2 separate regions of the Gossypium hirsutum genome follow, and region 2 is linked to region 1. The links are chromatin contacts, called in public Hi-C maps. All regions are on one chromosome and are shown on one strand. Each heading gives the region's core, a stretch centred on a gene start, on an enhancer-like site or on the middle of the called end of the contact. The rest is flanking DNA. Distances are from core to core; before and after follow the strand shown. Region 1 overlaps LOC107950785 (transcriptional corepressor SEUSS). Region 2 holds the start of LOC107950791 (pentatricopeptide repeat-containing protein At3g21470).

Region 1 (4,410 bases), core at 1,901-4,400:
ATATGTACGTTGTCTTCAGGTAATTTCCTACACCTGCTTAGAATAATTTGGATATGTGATGTATTCTTATATTTTGGAAACTTTTTGCTATAAATTTCCACTTTACGTAGTCAATATTTGTTATTAATCTGCTTTGTGCTTCTTGCTGCTCTAATTTCTATTCTGAACTTATATTGAGACAGTGCTTTTCTTTTATTGTTTCTCTGGTACAATTTGTTAATTAGAAAATTTGTGATATCATGTACTTAGGTCTTTCTCCTAGTGGTGGCCAGTTAAAGGCTGAAAAGAAAATGTGTACTGAAAATTTATTGGTATCTGTGCTGGCATCTTGTTCTTTTTGGATAGCAGAATCAGAGATAAAATGCTACATCAACTAAGCTTTTGATAGATTGTTCTTTATTGAACCATGCACTACCTTTTCCAAAAATTTCCTTTTCTTTCTAATGCAGATTAATGTCCTTTAACTCCTTTCATGTTACCCGGCGATTCTTTCCCCAATGCAAATTGCTAATTTCCACTCTTCCAAAGTTCTTGTGGACCCATTTGAATGTTCTTGTATCATTTGAAGTCCTCTAACAGTTGCACTTTCTAGTACTAAATTAGCAAGATGTACCTTAATGAGATTTTTGATGAACTAATGCACTGTTTCTGTTGTTTTTTTTTCTTTTTTGTGGATTGGGGGGATGGGGGTGGTCTAACAGATATCTGAAGTCGTTAATAGTATGAAGGACTTGATTGATTACAGTAGAGAGACGAAGACTGGACCTATGGGTAAGTTTTGACAATATTTCCCTAGCTAAATTTGTTTTATTTTCTCATTGGAAGTTTCTTTTGAAATGCTTGGAAGTACTGATCCAAGCATCCTACAATAGCACCTGAGGGTTTGTAGTCCTCTCATGTTGGTTTACCTGTAAGCTAGTTTCAATTGAGAATTTTATAAGCCAGTTGACAGCTGTTGATGTGGTAGCCCTTTGTTAGCTTGTGACCATTTGATGTAATAATTATTTTCTAATTTTTGATGGTTAAGGTTTCTTTGTTTCTAGCTATTAGCAGCCCAATGCATTTTTTTTTCATTTTATCTGTGCCATTGAAAATAGTTTAGCATGATATAACTAATTACCTACTGATTTGGCATACTGCACCTTGCGCTTTTTTAAAATTAGTGTTAGAAGTCTTTTGCTGATTTTACCTTATAATAAACCTGTCGTCTTGTAGCTTTAGTTATTAACACCCTATACGTGAGCAGGGTGGTTATCTAATTTATTTGTTTTTTATCAGAGAGTTTGGCCAAGTTCCCTCGAAGAACAAGTACTTCATTTGGTATTCAAGCACAACAGCCTGAGGAACAACTACAACAGCAGCAGCTGGCCCCACAACAGCAAACAGTGGCCCAGAACACCAGTAGTCAAAGTTCTACCCAGGTTTCTGGGATGCATCTCGTTGCTAACAATGGTGGGGTTAACATAAATAACTCTCTTAGTGCTGCATCTGCATCAACATCTGCTGGTACCGTTGGGCTTCTACCCCAGAATTCCATGAACTCCAGGCAGCAGAATTCTATGAATAATGCAAGCAGTCCCTATGGTGGAAACTTTGTTCAGATTGCTTCCCCTGGATCATCTAGTACAATTCCACAATCACAAGCGAATCCTTCTCCATTTCAGTCACCAATGCCCTCATCTAATAATCCTACTCAAGTTCCTCATGATGCTTTAGCAGCTACTGGTCACATGAACTCAGCAAATTCTCCCGTGAATATGCCTGTGCAGCAGTCAGCTCTTTCCGGTGAGGCTGACCCAAGTGAATCGCAAAGCTCTGTTCAGAAAATCATTCATGAAATAATGTCTGCCCAACTGAATGGTACGGGAGGTATGGTTGGTGTTGGCACTCTAGGCAATGATGTGAAGAGTTTAAATGGAATGTTGCCAACAGGTAACAGTACAGTTGTCAATGGTGGCAACAGTATGGTGGGTAATGGAACTGTCAACAATAGTTCTGGTATAGGTAGTGGTGGGTTTGGCACAATGGGTGGTGGGCGGCTTGGCCAATCTGCTATAGTGAATGGAATCAGAGCTGCCATGGGTAATAACTCGATGATGAATGGAAGGGTAGGTAATGGCATGGCATCAATGGCTCGGGATCAAGGTATGAATCACCAACAGCAACAGGATTTGGGGAACCAGCTACTGAGTGGACTAGGAGCAGTTAATGGTTTTAATAGTCTTCAATATGATTGGAAAACTTCTCCATGAAAGATGGCCAAAATGAAAGGTGATGGATGTTGGGGTGTAGCTGCTGTGTTTTGCAGCCATGAAAACCAGCGGGTGGCCTCTGGCGCAGCACTATATGATAGGAGATAGATGAAAGGGCCGCTTCCCTCCCACTTTGTACCAATTTCAGAAAAGTGAAACATATAACATAGTGTTTTTATCAAATGAAATGTTTTGAAGCATCTCATCTTTAAGTTGCTCCATTTTCGTATTATATTGTTTACCTTAATTTATTTTTAGGGTTAATGCAAACCTTTTGCACCATGGTTGAAGCCAAAGATGTAAAGAAAGATTGATAGGATTGAACCCAACTTTTTTTCAGGAAATTTGCAATCAGAATAAGCCTTTTCTGAAACTAGGTTTAATTCGTTTACACAATAATTCTGATACTAATTTGGATCAATAGGTTGACACTTGTTTTTGGTATGAAGATACTGTACTGTATTTTACCATCACAAGCCAAGTACTCAAGTAACCATAGCATGGCATACATAAGCCACGTTTGCTCTTACATTATATATAGCAGGCAAGCCAGCTTTGGTTTTGTTTTGTATTCTGCTATATATATATATGCATTTCAATTATCAATATATTTTTCAATGGAAGCAGCCAAGGAAGACTTGGGTACTGCACCAATGATGCACTCCTCCCCGTTCTTGAAAAACATGATGGTCGGGATGCTCCTGATTCCGAACTGCGTCGCATTGTTTGGGCTGTCATCAGTGTTGAGCTTGTTACGAGAAATCTTTCCAGCATATTCCCTTGCTAATTCAGCGATAACTGGCTCAATCATCCAACAGGGTCCACACCATGGTGCCCAAAACTCCCACCAAAACTGGTGTGTCACAGCTAACCACAAGCTTTGACCAGGTCGCTTCGGTAACCTCTTCAACTGCAGATTGTAAATATCTCTTAGGCAAGGGCTATGCGTGTTGCAATAATGATGCTAAAAGTAACGAAAAGAAACAGCTGCATATACCTGCAATTGCTTCACTATCTTTGCAGATGAGCCTGGATTTTTGGGGTTTGCCAGTAAATGAATGTGAAAAAGGTGAAGATGATTTGAATGATAAATTGGGTTTATTGGGTCCTCTAAATGTCGGCAAATGGACCTTCTCAAGAGAAGAAAAATGAAGGTAGCTTTGCAGCACATTAGCTCTAGTGGTACTGCGAACTGAGCTCAATTGAAAAGAGTGTTTCCAGAGCCATCTCTAGCTCTTCCCTGAGACTTCGAAAAATGATGATAAAATGTTAAAGCAAGTGAATTTTTTCCCCTTCTTGGGGGCTTTTTGAAATTTCTGGCCTAAGATATTCTTTTGGCAAATAAAATAAAAATTATGAGTTGGTGGAAAGAGTGCAAAGTTCATGTGAATAATATTTAATACTAGAGTGAAGTTTACATCGAGAAAAGGAAATAAAGCACTTGAGAGTATTCATGAGTTTCATCTGTATTAGAGACATTGATTGGTCACAAAATTCTCATTCATTGTTCAAATGGGGTGAACCCCCTAGGCCGTTAAGGCTTTTTTTTTCTTTAATGTATAAAAACATAAATTGGAATGCATTTATTACAGAAACATAACGCCATTAATTACATATTCTCTTTGGCATCTTTTCTAGCTAAATTCTATGTAGGATAACGATAAATTTAATGATGCATGTTCTATGGCACAAATAAGTTTAAATCTAATTATGTGTTCAATTTGAAGTATTGTTTGACTAAAGGACTTCAAAATAATCAAGATTATAAGTCTTTGTTTTAAAATTTTTATTTTTATTTTGTTCTCATCCATTCCTGTTAGGGTTGAAGGTAAAATTCAGGTAAAATTTTTCCAACAACTCTAAAATAACCAAATGCTAGGGGTGGGGGTGGGGGGGGAGGAAGTCCACTTCCCACTCCTTTCAATAACTTGATAAAATATTATTTAAATCACTTAGTTGATAAGAGTTGGTATATATATTAGTTGATACAATGTTATCGGTTAACATTTAACCAATTTTGATTAAGTGTCTATAAAGAGAGAAAATTTAAGGTTTTAATATTATTTTGTAAAGGTTCTCTCATTTAGACTTATTAGTCAATTTTTAGATAATTGCGTCACACTTTTTAGAAAATTTGATATAAGATTTGAAAAGTGTT
Region 2 (4,333 bases), core at 539-3,038, 810 kb before region 1:
TTTTTTGTTGTGGTTAGATAAATAGTGGAAAGCTAAGGTAGATTTGATCTAATAATAAAGTTAGTCTTACACATTTTATTAATTTGTTCTTAAATATAAAAAATTTAATAAATTTCACCCTCAATGTTTACAAAATTTATTATTTTAATTCAAATTCTAAAAAACTTAATAAATTTAGTCCTCAACAATCACAAAATCATAAATTTTGACTTTTTAATATTTTTAAAAATCTATGCTTTGAGTTTTCTATTGATTAATTTATCATTGTGTTCTTTTAAAATTATGGAGTTGAGAGTTTCAATCTTAACTTGCATACTTTTCCAAGCTTTTGGAAAACTATTGTATTAATAATTCAAGAAGATTAAGTTCTATAATTGATTATTGATTGTGTTGAATTGCTCCAGATGTGAGGCCAATGATATTTTCGCTTTCAGAATTGGATTCATGAGAATTGATCTTGGTATTGAACTTGGTAGTTTTTTTTAAATGGATTCTTTTCAGCTGCTTCAGCCTTAGCTTGCATATTGTTTTCAGTTTCATGAAGATTCCATCCTACACTTGATTAATATGCTGAATTAGTAAAGGATGTTTGAGTTGTAAGGCCAATGATGTTCTCTTTTTCAAACTTGGATTCATGGAAATTGTTGATGTCGATAATCGAAATAAGGATTTAGTTTTGTGTTGGTAGTTTCAGAAATGGATTCGTGGCTTGTTGCAGCAACTGCAGGGTATTTTGCTGAATATTGGCAAAATCTTTGGATTGTTAGGACTCGTTTTCTTGAGTCGAGAGGCTGAAACTGGGAATGGTCCCTTCTGCGGCTTGGCTCTGAGAAAGGGACTCCACCAAGATGTTTCTTCAGATAAAAGAGAGTTTTCGACTAGGAAAGTATCAGATTCTTATAGACAGTATTTGGTTTCAGCTGCAGAATTGGATTCCAGTGCGGATTCGGTAGTGAAATGGTTAGAAGTTCGTATGGATCACGATTTAGTTTATCAATCAAGAGAAGATTATTGTGGAAATGGATCTAGAATGGACACTTTGTTACAAGTTTGAGACATTTAAGAGCTAAATTTGTTGAATTTGTTATATTTAGGATTAAGTTGATAGAATGTAAGTATTAAGGTACTAAGTTTATTATTAGATAAAAAAAACAATTTAAACAAAGTCAATAGTTTAGTCTATACTTTTTTTTATTTTAGGGTAAAATACACTTAAAATTATTAAATTATTGGTAAGTTTACGTTTTGGTCACTTAACTTTAAAAAATTATAAAATGGTTATTGAAATTATTTGGAAGTTTACATTTAAGTTACTAAACTATTCAAAACATTTTATTTAAGTCACTAGATTGTTATGTTTTTTTTTAAAATCCACTAATGAACTCCAAGCAATGATTTGACGGTGAATACCATAGATCAGAGTAACCATCAACAAGTATAAGAAAATATTTTAGATCCAAATCGATCTGACGGTCAAGGTTGAAGATTAGAGAAGAAAGCTATTTAAATTTTAATTCATTGATTCCTAATGCTTAAAGTTGTTTTATGAAAAAAAAATTAAATTATAGAAGAAAAAAAGAATAAGAGCTATTAATTTATGCAAGTGATGTAAACATAGAAAGGTATACAATAATAGTTTTAAAGCCCAATCACTTAATTCAGTAATAATTTGATAAAATTAAAATCAACAACCTTTTATTTTAACTTGAAATGTAAAAACAATTAAAATATTCGGATCGTCTCTATCCTACTTAAATAAATAAAATTATAGAGATAGAGACTATGAGATCTTTTATGGATGTCTTGGAAAGAGTAAGAATTTTATATTTAACGGTACAATACAAGATTTATTGAAGATGATCACTACATCCCTATTTTCCCACTTCCTTAAAAATTAAAACTAGGAGACAATGAAAACAACAAAATTGCCTCAAAACCCAAAAGAAGCCATTAGAATCGTAGAAAATATAGCCAAAAACAATTCAAACCCAAATCAAACCAGTTGGTCGTACATCATTAGAAACCACCTTTCTGAAGGAACTACCAGTCAAGTGCTTTCTTTATACACCCAAATACGCCAAACAGGACTCTATATATTTGGTCTGGTTCCTTTGATTTTCAAGGCATGTGCTTCTGCTTCAACCCAAACTTATGGCAAATCTTTGCATGCCGAATCTATCAAATTTGGGGTGGCCATTGATTTACATATTGCTTCGTCCTTGCTGAGCATGTATTCAAGATGCGGTAATTTGATTGATTCCCGGAAGGTGTTTGATGAGATGCCTGAGAGAAATGTGGTGACATGGAACGCGATGATTGGTGGGTATTTTAAAAATGGGGATAGAGAATCTGCATTGGATGTGTTCGAAAAGATGCCAATCACAAGAAATTCAGTGACTTGGGTTGAGATGATTGATGGGTTTGCCAAGTGTGGAGATACTTTCAAAGCAAGACAGTTTTTTGAGAAAGTTCCATTGGAGTTAAGAACTGTGGTGACTTGGACAGTGATGGTTGACGGGTATAATGCAAATGGAGAACTAGAAGCTGCAAGGGAGATTTTTGATATGATGCCCGAAAGGAACTACTTTGTTTGGTCATCAATGATTTCTGGGTATTGTAAGAGAGGCAATGTTAAGGAAGCAAGGAACTTTTTTGATAGAATTCCTGTTAGGAATTTGGTGAATTGGAATTCATTGATTTCAGGTTATGCACAAAATGGGTTCTGTGAGGAAGCTTTGCGCATGTATAAGAAAATGCAAAATGAAGGTTTTGAACCTGATGAAGTTACCATCACAAGTGTTTTATCTGCCTGTGCACAGTTAGGTGAATTAGATATTGGAAAAGAAATCCATTATCTTATTAAGAAGAAGCGAATGAAGGCTAATCAGTTTGTTTTGAATGCATTATTGGATATGTATGCAAAGTGTGGGGATTTAGCCCAAGCAAGATTGATATTTGAAGGAATGAGTCATAGGACAAGCGCCTGCTGGAATTCCATGATCTTAGGTCTTGCTATTCATGGAAAGAACAAAGAAGCTCTTGAGTTTTTTAAAAGAATGGAAGAATCGAATGAGATGCCAGATGACATTACTTTCCTTTCTCTTCTATCAGCTTGTGCCCATGGAGGGTGTGTAGATGAAGGGTTAGATGTTTTCTCCAAGATGGAGACTTACGATTTGGTAGCAAGCATCAAGCATTATGGTTGCTTAGTGGACCTTCTGGGACGTGCTGGGAGATTGAAAGAAGCTTTCGATTTAATTAAGAGAATGCCAATAAAGCCAAATGATGTAGTTTGGGGAGCTCTGCTTGGCGCTTGCAGGATTCATTTGGATACAAATATGGTAGAGCAGGTGATGCAAGAGGTTGGTAAAGTGGACGATGACATGGATTCTGGGGATAATTCACATCTTGTACTGTTGTCAAATATTTATGCAGCTTCAGACAGATGGGAAAAGGCTGAAAAAATGAGGACAGCAATGGTGAACAAGGGATTTCAAAAGAATCCAGGACTCAGTTCAATTATACCCAATCGTATGGAGCTGCCAATTAGTTCCCATCAACTTTGATCGAATAAGATACCATCCCATCGCTCTTGGACCATTATAGACTATGCACCGATGCGTGAGCTTGACAATGCAAATCCCAATGTAGCAGAAGATTGTAGGGGTTGGTTAAATAGGTTAATTTGCAAAAGGAGTTCTTGGCTTTTTCCCCCTTTTCGTAATACTTTTGTCATAATTAAAAATTAATTGTTAGTAAAAGGAAATTGTAGGTTAAAATACATAGTCAGTTAATGGTATCTCCATTTCAGACAAGAAATAAAGAGGATGCTGATTTATTTTTCATACCAGTTTATGTTAGATTAATCAAACTTCTTTTTTAATTCTTAAGATAATATTAGCATTATTATTTCCTTTTATTTTATTTATCACTAATACAATCATTGTTGCTTTATTTTAGGTTTTGATCCGAATGCCTTTTTTTAGGCTGCTTTCAGAGTGTAACTTTACATCTGTTTTTTCTAAGGTATAACTGTTAGCATGCTAGTTAAAGAAGAAAGTTAAAGATACTAAATACTGTATACAACAGTATTTTAGATACAATTATGAACAAATTCATCACTTCCAAAGTATTGGGAAAAGATTTTACTGTAGATAGTAAAATCTAATATTAAGACAGTTAAGTCAATTGTCTTTGTTTTAAAATTTCCTAATTTTTCATCTTCACATGTCAATCTTTCTCACCAAATGAAGCTTTTAGAAGTGCTCTTGTTTGTTGTAACAAAAGAAAATTGGTTTGTGTTATCTTGCAGGGAGACGTTACCAATAAGAAA

What was found. Hi-C and Micro-C count contacts between places; a contact is called where the count stands out from the background.
Region 2: a contact with region 1 is called in a Hi-C map of leaf, with 1.7 times the contacts expected there. The contact joins the promoter of LOC107950791 here to the enhancer-like site in region 1. A contact is called at or near these places in 3 of 34 Hi-C or Micro-C datasets (leaf and petal).

Annotation. Positions count from the first base shown.
Region 1 is chrD03:18,684,756-18,689,165 of Gossypium_hirsutum_v2.1, reverse strand. It overlaps LOC107950785 (transcriptional corepressor SEUSS), which reads left to right. Exons shown (of 10, transcript XM_016885743.2): 8 at 1-19; 9 at 702-771; 10 at 1,279-2,452. The coding sequence ends at 2,252. It also overlaps the pseudogene LOC107950093. Among protein-coding and RNA genes, the nearest start is that of LOC107950785, 8.0 kb to the left of the region's middle. Within about 2 kb of position 3,150, at least 6 of the 9 cell types and tissues checked have an H3K27ac peak or open chromatin away from gene starts, as enhancers often do.
Region 2 is chrD03:19,495,972-19,500,304 of Gossypium_hirsutum_v2.1, reverse strand. It overlaps LOC107950791 (pentatricopeptide repeat-containing protein At3g21470), which reads left to right and starts at 1,788. Exons shown (of 1, transcript XM_016885748.2): 1 at 1,788-3,845. The coding sequence starts at 1,911. The coding sequence ends at 3,566.